2 separate regions of the Mus musculus genome follow, and region 1 is linked to region 2. A link is a contact called in public Hi-C data. All regions are on one chromosome and are shown on one strand. The core of a region is the stretch at or near the end of the contact, and the rest is flanking DNA. Distances in the headings are between cores, read along the strand shown.

Region 1 (4,468 bases), core at 1,598-4,097, 75 kb before region 2:
TGGATGTATGTGATCTACTTTTTAAATTTATAGGGGTATTACAGTTAAGAGATTGAATGAATCTCAGAAGAGACTTTAAAATTTGGACTTTAAACATTATTGAGACTGTTTGAAACTATGGGACTTTTGAAGTTCAACTAAATGTATTTAGGATTATGCTATGCCTAACTAGGTATGGCCCCCATAGATTCGTGTGTTTGAACAAGCCTATGGGGGCAAGGGAGTAGAATGTGGTGGTTTGAATATGTTTGGCCCATAGGGAATGGCATTGTTAGGAAGTGTAGTCTTGTTTGGATGAAGTATGTCACTGTGGGGGTGGGCTTTGAAGCTCTGCCCAATGTGGAAAAGTCAGTTTTCTTCTGTTTGCTTTCAGAACAAGATGTAGAGCTCTCGGTTTCTCCAGCACCATGCCTGCCTGGATGCTGCCATGCTTCCTGCCTTGATGATGAGCCCCAATTAAATATTGTCCTTTATAAGAGTTGCTTTGGACATGATGTCTTTTCATAACAATGAAATCAAAAGTAAGACACATATACAGGCTTATGGAGGCCAGAGGTTGACATCTGGTTTCTTCTTTAACTGTTCCTACCTTATATACTCAGGCTTGGGTCTCTCACTTGAACTCAGAGCTCACCAATTTATGTAGTCTGATTATCCAGCTTGTGCAAAAGGATTCCCTGTGTCTGCTTCCTGCACTGGGATCACAGGCCGGCTACTCATACCTACCAAAGATTTACCTGGGTACTGAGGATCCAGATCCTCCTTCCTCCAGTTCTTATGTTTGGTTGGCAAGCATTTTACTTGTTCAGCCATCTTCCCAGCCCCACCAGACCTGATTTTTGAGACGGCATCACTGATTACCTAGGTTGGATGTCCTATAAACTTCCTGGATCTGCCTGTCTCCATCCTCTGGGAGCTAAAGTTCCAGATGTGTACCACCATGCCAAGCTTGCTCAGCAGGCTCTTTATAGACTAAGCCATCACCCCAGCACAGATTTCTGATGCTTTAAATCACTCCTGTATGACTCCTGTGTGATGATGTTTGAGACCTAGGCAATCAGAGTGAGCAAGTCTTTAGTGGTCACCTGGATTAGTCACTGGTAAAAGCTCAAGTTCAGTCCAAGAGCACAAAACACACAGGTCTCAGAAGGATCATTCAAGTTACTACAGCACAAAAGGTTCAAGAGACACATCCCTACATCCCTGCCTCCCATGGGATCTCCATCGTCAACTGACAGTCAGTAGAGACTCCTTGTCCCTTAGGATAGACAAGTGTGAACCCCAACTGAGAAGGATGTTCCTGGGAACTTGAAGGAAATGTATTGAAGCCTTCTTTCATTGTCCCCTTCCACTCTTGGCTAACAGCCATGGCTCCTGTCATCTAGAGGGTGCTTACTGGCTACTAGGGTCATGTGAAACTCTTTGTTAAGGATGTTTCCCATGAGTAAGTAAGGCCTGTAGCTTCTGTCACTCATAACAGGTACCTCCACTGGTATGCAGAGACCCAACTTGCAATGGTTAGAGATGACTCATGAGGAATGACTGGGATCAAGTCCAAGGTCAGGCCACCATCGGACATATCTGTTTATTCAGCCTAGTTATTTGGTCCCCCCCCCCCCGAAAAGCAGTTTTACTATTTATATTTTTAAACTCAGTGCCATTTTGACCAGACTGAAATGAACACATGGGAAGTCTACCTGGCACAACAGGAGATCAAGAATGGACCAGGAAAGTGTCAAGGACATGAAGCCTGGCATAAATGTTGAAGTGGGTCGCTCGGGGAAAGTCCCTTGGAGAAAATGGCCAATGAGTGGGCTCAGCTTTCCAGGCCTCTGCCAGAGTGTAAAAGCAAAGAAAGAAGGTATGCCCTGCCAGCCATTATCCTCACCTAGAACCACAGATGTTACTTACTGAGTCCTGTCCAGATCAGAAGCCTCCCAGGGAGCAGATGCATGCCCAGTGAGCACAAGGAATAAGTTTCTGAGACAAGTCAGAAAAGAAGGACTGGGTGATGATTTTCCACTCTGTGGAATTAAGCTTGTGGAATGCCTTGAGTGCATTAATACACAGCTCTTTCCCCAAATCCACAGTGGTATACCCGCACCTCAGCTATTGGGTCTGTAAGTCCCCTAGGTGTATAGCAACCTCTTCAATATTGATCAAGCCACTGAATGCCCCAATGGACATTTCTTGTAAAATGTGAGACAAAAATTAATTAACTCATTAATTAATTAATAATACAGTTTTGAAAACATAATTATAATGATAATGATTACCATTTTGCAGACTTCCCAATATTGCTGGGGCTGCTAGAATAGCAGGGAGCACGCCAAGACCGCTAAGGATGGGTAGCCTCGCCTCCTTGCTAATCCTTTCTGATTTGGCAGACCAGGTGAAAAGCTACAGTTTTAACTTGCAGGAAAAAGAAAGCACGGGTCCAATCCTGAGAGGGAGAAAGAATCCAAAGCAGAAGAGAAACAGAGAGGGCCCGGGGTGTAGATGGTTTGATTTTCTGCCCCCAGTTAAAAGGGTTAAGACCAGAAAGCAGCAATATCAATAGTTGTTTTGTTTGCCCGACAGAGAAAGATTGTGTTAGACCCCTACTGACCCGCAGCTAATCCCCTTCCTGCGGGTCTGGAGAAGAGCCGGGTGCTCTGGGCTGTGTGTAGTTTCTGCACCTTGAGGCTGAAGCAAACAGACTTGACAAGCAAGCTCAGCAACCACAGACTCTGCTCATCCACCCAGAAAGCTGGCAGGAACCGCCTGAAGGGAAGGGATTCATTCTCCTCCTTTACTGCCTGGAGAGCCAATCACGGGGGTATATTCAGCCAGCAAGCCAGCCAATCATATCATTTGACAAGACAAGGACCAATCATCTTGCTTCGTCCATCTAGGCCACTGCATCTCTAACCTCCTCCCTCTGAGGGCTGTTTCCCATCATTGCCAGGGCCCTGGAGAGGAAGGGAGCTGAAAGCCCCAAGACAGGGCAGTGTGTAAGCAGGAGAGCTACTGGTGGGAAACACCCTGAGCAAAGCCCACTCATCAAGTCACTCTTTGTTTACTGGGCACCATCCCTGTCTCAGGCCCTGCAAATGTGAAAGGCAGGATGATGTTTAAAGCCTAGTTGAGATAGAGTTGGTAATCCCAGCACCTTTACACAGGCACCAGGGAGAGCAGGGGCGGGGGGTGGGGGGGGAGGGAGACTATGAAATCAAAAGGCTCCTTAAAATAGGCACCAGGAGCCTATGGGGATATATCAGGAAACCCTCCAAGAGATGATATAACAACAGTCAGGCCTGTCATAGCCCCCAAGATCTCTCGAATACGCCTAACTGATTGCTAGGCCCGCTGTACTAAAATGGCTCATAGTGGTATCCTCAACCACTGGTATGTATCCTCTCAAACAACTGGAAGCCAAAAAAATTGAGATCCAGATGTGGGCTGCTTTCCTCTGTGGCCTCTTGAGAAGTCATTTCCTGGTCTCCTCTCTGTAATTATATCTTTGTCCAAATTCGCTTGACTTGTAAGGACACTAGTCACATTGGGTTAGAACTCCCTCTAATGGCCTCATTTACCCCTATAAAGACTATTATCAGTCATATTCTGAAAGGTAGGAGTTAGACAGACTGTGAGTATATAAACTGAACAGGACACAGTTAAGCGCTGACATAATTTTTACATTGGTTTGAAAATGTGATCTAACTACTGACCCCATCCCCCAAGAACACTATGACCAAGGTCTTTCTGTCCTCTGAGTCTTGGGTGCTAAGTGACTCAGACAGGCTCCAGTCAGAGAGAATGGATGAAGAAGCTCAGGTCCATTTGCAGAAACAAGTCCATCCCTACCCCCATCTCTTCCTCCAAAAGCTGCCCATCACTTAAAGACTCGGCATCCCACTTTCACTGCTCACTGGCCCTGCATAGGGGGTATCTCATGTCATTTTTCTCTGTGATAGGTACTGATGTTGCGTTAGACTTAGTGGGAGGGGACAGGAAGTGAGTAAGAGGAGATGGGGAAGGGGAGGAGAGAAGCAGAAGAGGAAGTGAACGCCATTGGTCTGGTCCTTACCAGTCAGCCTGAGTTCCCCGAGAAAAGTTCCCAGTATCCCCAGTCTGCAGTCACAGGGTAAAGAAGTGCTCAGTGACTTTCAGGTGACACCGTAGGATGTGGGTGATGTGCAGAGAGCAGGGAAGAGACATGCTCTGAGTTCCATGCTCCGCAGCTCAGTAAGACTGACCAGACATTCACTACATACCAGGCACAGGCACCATGTCAGGAGCCAAAGACAGATGAATGAGCTACAGTCTGCTCTTCATGGATCTAACAGTCTCCTGGAGGAGACCATGTGCACAGTCCACCTCAGGACAAGTTATGCCCATGAAGTTCATGGAACAGAGAACAAAGACAGCTGGCCCAACATGGGGTTTAGAGGAGCCTATGTATGGTAGGAGTCACTGTCTGCCCAGG
Region 2 (4,589 bases), core at 833-3,332:
AAATGGTTTATGGGCAGTGTGGAAAAGTAACACAGAAGAAAGCTGAAGAACTAGGGACCAGTTACCCATCCTGTTAAAGGACCATGTTAGAAACCCTAGGAGTGTGGACAGAAGTAAGTGGGCAGAATCCCAGAACAGTCATGACAACAGAAACAGCTACATGGCAATGGGAGGGGCTGGAGAGAAACAGAAAGGGAAAAAAAATCTATTCATGCTGAAGTGAGATAGGATTTCCACACTTGTCTACATCTGAAGGCTAAAAATAGAAACATTTGGAGAGGAATCTTTTAATTCTTCTGACATGGGCTATAAGAAGCAAAGTTTGCAGGAATGGGTGTGTCTCTCACTCTGGGTGGTAAAATTAGAAAACTCTTATTTTGGATGCTCCAACCTTCACTCCTCTCTACCCTCTGCCTAGTCTCTCCATCTTTGTCTGTGTAGAAAACTCAATTAGGAAAGAGTCAGAGACATTTATCTCATAAAGTTATAAGGTGGTCATTTTATATACTGGCAAAAGACAGTGTGTCGTCAAAGACACAACTAGCAATATGTAAAAATATATGTGACGTGCATAATATTAATCAGGTTGTTGGCTCAGGGACAAAGACCTCATGTAAACCCCTTACGGAGAGGAAAGGGTCATTTGTACTTATGGTTCAGAACTCTCAGGTTGTGGCAGCTTTATCTTGTATTCACATGCACATGTGCGCTCTCTCTCTCTCTCTCTCTCTCTCTCAAACACACACACAAAATTTGTATGCATATATATACACAACTTAGAAAAATTGGGCTATCTTTAGAATCTGGGGCAAAGAGATATTCTTTTTACTTTTCTGTATTTTTGAATTGTTTATAATCACCATAAGGCAAAAATTTAAAAAGTGAACATGAAAGATTCCTGGGAGACAGACTGCTTCTCATGGATCCTTGGAACCCGCAGCATGTGATAGGACTGGGTACATTATACAGAGGAAAGGAGAGCTGGATGGTGACTGGTCAGCTAGCAGAAGGTGGGTTTTCTGACTGCTAAAGCATCAAGGAGTCTGCCCTTTAAAGAACATTGCAGGGCTTGGGATTGTGTGTGAACTGGCTCTTTGGTCTGTCAGAGGGCTTCACTGAGCAGAGCCACTTCTGGAGCACCCTCACTTGTATTTCCTGCACAACTCAAGCCCCACTCAGGTGCTAAAGAGTGTTGATTTCACTATGTTCCCATCCCCTCTTTTAACAAACAAGGCTGCTTGATTAATGGAAGTCTTTGTGTTGATATCTCAGTCATATTGTATTTTCATAGCCTTAAGAGTGGAGGTCTCCCGCTGAAGGAGGATGCTTGCTGTCGCTCCTGTGCCTTAATACACACAGAAGAGCCAGGGCAAAGGAGGGAGAGAGAGGGAGGATCCCAATACCAGTTTCTGGTTATTCCTGAATATTACTTATAAATGGCTCTGCATTTTCTTTTGACTGGCTTCCCCACCCCCTACTTCTGAGATCTGAGTTGTGCTGCTGTGAGTTGCTCCCTCTGTGGGAAGATGAACTTCATAGCCAGGAGAAAACAAACAACAAAACAAACCTCCACAGCCCTCAGCTCTCTCCAAATTTCCAATTTCCTTCTCTTAGGAGGAAGAGGAAAAGAAGGAGAAGGAGGAGGAGGAGGAGGAGGAGGAGGAGGAGGAGGAGGAGGAGGAGAAGGAAAAGAAGGAAAAGAAGGAAAAGAAGGAGAAGAAGGAGAAGAAGGAGAAGAAGGAGAAGAAGGAGAAGAAGAAGAAGCAGAAGCAGCCATATGCTTTTTATTGCAAGGACTTTAGTAACTAAACTGGAGGGGGGGGTGTCCACAACTTTGAAAATCGAACCGAATCTAAAATTCTTTTTCCCCCTAATTATTAAAAACGTTCAAATTCCTGATTAAGGAACGCCGGAGGGCAGAATGATCTCCAAAGACGTGAATGAAGGAAAAGGGTGAAAAGAAATCCCAGCTCTGCCTGGAAGGTTCCCTGTGAAAGAGCCCGGCTCCCTTGGTAACTCCAGGCCGCGTTTTACAGGCAGCCGCATCTGCCTCCCCTGTCTCTTACCTCCTGGATGTTAGGAACTATTTGTGGTCGGCGTGGTGGAAGGACACAGTGAGGCTCTCACCTCCGCCCCCCGCCCGTCGCTCGCATCCCCAGTTCCATCAAAGCCAACCCGGGCCAGCGCAGGGATCTCCGAGTTGCGAGTGTGCTGAGGCTGGGACTGTCACTCATTCTCCGCTCAGCGCGTGAACGCAGCTCGGCAGTGGCTGGCAAGAAACAATTCTGCAAAAATAATCATACCCAGCCTGGCAATTGTCTGCTCCTCGGTCCATTGCTCCGCCGCCGTCCACAGTCGCTTGCAAGGGGAAGGCACTGAATTTACCGCGGCCAGAACATCCCTCCCAGCCGGCAGTTTACAATGCTGCGAACTAAGGATCTCATCTGGACTTTGTTTTTCCTGGGAACTGCAGGTACATTTTAATTTAATTTAATTAAAAAAAATCTACATCGGGTCTGTTAATTGTCCGCTTGCCCCTGTCTTCTCTCCCTATCCCCGAGAAGCCCGGTTCTTTTGGCTGGTTTTGTGTGTAAAGCAAAGACAGCATTTTCACTGAGCTGAGAAGGGAGCGCATCGTATCGTCCTTGCTTGGCCAGCCAAACCCGTGCCCTCCGGGACGGCGCTGGACGCGGCTGCCTCCCCGCTCAGTGGCGGCCGCGCACGCCCTTCCCACTTGTGTGCCCGCGGAGGTGGGACAGGGGTATGGGGACCGGGATGCTGCCGTGATGGGCAGCGCTGCTTTCCCCTTCCCCGAAGGCGGGTGGCGGATGCGTGGCTCGGGTGGTGTCGCCCCCCAGGCTCATCTTTCACCTAGAGGTGTTTGTCAAGCTTCGAGAAGAGTGAACAATAAGGCTGGGGCAGTTTTACCCCCACCGTTATGTCCCGGGCTGGGGTAAAGTGAGGCTTGCAGCCTTCGCTTACTCCCCCGTCTTCCCCGCCCCGAATAACGGTTTGCAAAATGGGGCAACCACCGGCAGCACCGCAGGGCCCTGTGGTCGTTCCTGCACCCCCGTGCAAATGACGTTAGTTTTTCATTTGCCAAATTGCTGGGTAGTTGCAAAACCTGCCCTCGGCCGGGAGCACGGAGGGATGGGAGGGTCCAGCGCCGCGTTTTGACAGGAGGAAGTGCAGAGGGGCGGAGGGTGAGGAGGGCGTGATCGGGGCTGCCTGGTTGTGTGTGTGTGCGCGCGCGTGTGCGCGCGTGTGCCTTTACACGCACCGAGAGCCTAGGGTTGCACGGTGCCAGCGAAGAATGGCAGGTAGCCAGCTGCCCAAGACACCTCTTCCTTTCTCTGGGCGATATTCCTGATCCTGGCAAAGTGTGAACAATGGGGAGCTCGGGAGAAAGACCGTAGCGACGCTGTCGCGGGTGGCGAGGGCTGTGCCACCGCCCAGAGATCCTTAGCATTCGGGAAGGGGGCGCATTGCATTTTGGCTATTTCCATCTCGGCTTTCCCTGGAAAATTCCTCAGTGTGCCCACCCTCCCTTCCAGCTGCTGCCCCTACCCCACCCAAGGATTTGTGCTTTGGCGTCCCAATGGACTGGGAGAGGGGGAAGCAAAGGGCACTGGGGCCGCCGAGAGCTGGGTGGGATGGGCCGACAGCTGGGGCGGGGGGGGGGCGTGTGCTGCCAAGCACCAGCTGAAAGCAGGCTAGGCGGAGGAGACCGCGCATGGCTGTGGCTTCTGCCTGGTGTGGCTGTACTGGTCCAGATCTCTAAGCCTTGGGTGTGGAGCCCACAGAGCGGCCCCGGGAGCACCCAGTGCGCCCCCCTCCGAGGGCAGCAAGAGAGCAGAGCTGGGCCACCGCCTCCAGCCAACTCTGATCGGCGACCAATCAGAGCGAGGCTGGCTGGGCGGGAAGCCGCGAGAGGCTTTTATTGCGGCGCGGGTGGCGCCCAAGCTGCCAGGATGGTCCCCGGGTGTTCTAGCTTAACGGTCTCGCTCGCCTCCCGTTGGGAGAGACCCCGCCCTGTTACTGCCCCTAGCTGCACGGCCGTTTTCGAGGACGTAAAATGGAGAAGGATAGGCCCTGGGACATCTCTTGGTCCAGCTAGCTTATTCTCGCCCACTCGTGCTTCTTTCTTGGCGCTTTGGAGCATTCAGGCTCCCTGTCCATGGCGCACAGTTGCGACGGAGCGCTTCGCTTGCGAGTGCAGAAGACAGCAGCTCCCAAGCTGTGTCCCGGAGAGCAGACGCGCCTGCGCTGACCCTCTGGCCAAGGACTAGACGCTGGGGTGGAGGGGCGTGGCGGGGTGTGGTAGGGCGTGTCTTGACAGGGCGTGCCAAATGGGTCCTCGCCACCACCAAGCCCTGGACTGGCAGAGGCGTGCCCTTCCCTGTGGTGCTGTGGGTGACCTCCTCTTAGGGTGTGTTTACTGAGACCATCCTTCTGGATAGCAGCATGACAATGGAGACCTAATCTTCCATGATGCGTCTTTTTAGGATCTCCTTGTGGTCTTCTCCATAATGGAGATGGGTGTAACCCTCAGTGTTCCTATCCTGGTGGGAGCTGAGGGAGGGAATCCT

Evidence for each region. Hi-C and Micro-C count contacts between places; a contact is called where the count stands out from the background.
Region 1: a contact with region 2 is called in a Hi-C map of olfactory sensory neurons, with 3 times the contacts expected there. The contact joins the enhancer-like site here to the promoter of Ncam1 in region 2. A contact is called at or near these places in 3 of 39 promoter capture datasets (the 3T3-L1 cell line and frontonasal cranial neural crest), 16 of 484 Hi-C or Micro-C datasets (the HL-1 cell line, the N1E-115 cell line, the Patski cell line and 10 more), 5 of 115 datasets of contacts at active chromatin or transcription factors (embryonic stem cells and neural progenitor cells) and 1 of 9 other capture datasets (pancreatic islet).

The regions. Positions count from the first base shown.
Region 1 is chr9:49,872,155-49,876,622 of GRCm38.p6, reverse strand. No RefSeq gene overlaps it. Among named protein-coding and RNA genes, the nearest start is that of Gm25633, 48 kb to the right of the region's middle. Within about 2 kb of position 2,847, at least 114 of the 459 cell types and tissues checked have an H3K27ac peak or open chromatin away from gene starts, as enhancers often do. A contact at or near this core is called in the N1E-115 cell line, cerebral cortex, cortical glia and 5 more, where this site is marked.
Region 2 is chr9:49,796,562-49,801,150 of GRCm38.p6, reverse strand. Ncam1 (neural cell adhesion molecule 1) reads left to right here and starts at 2,082. Exons shown (of 19, transcript NM_001113204.1): 1 at 2,082-2,473. The coding sequence starts at 2,422.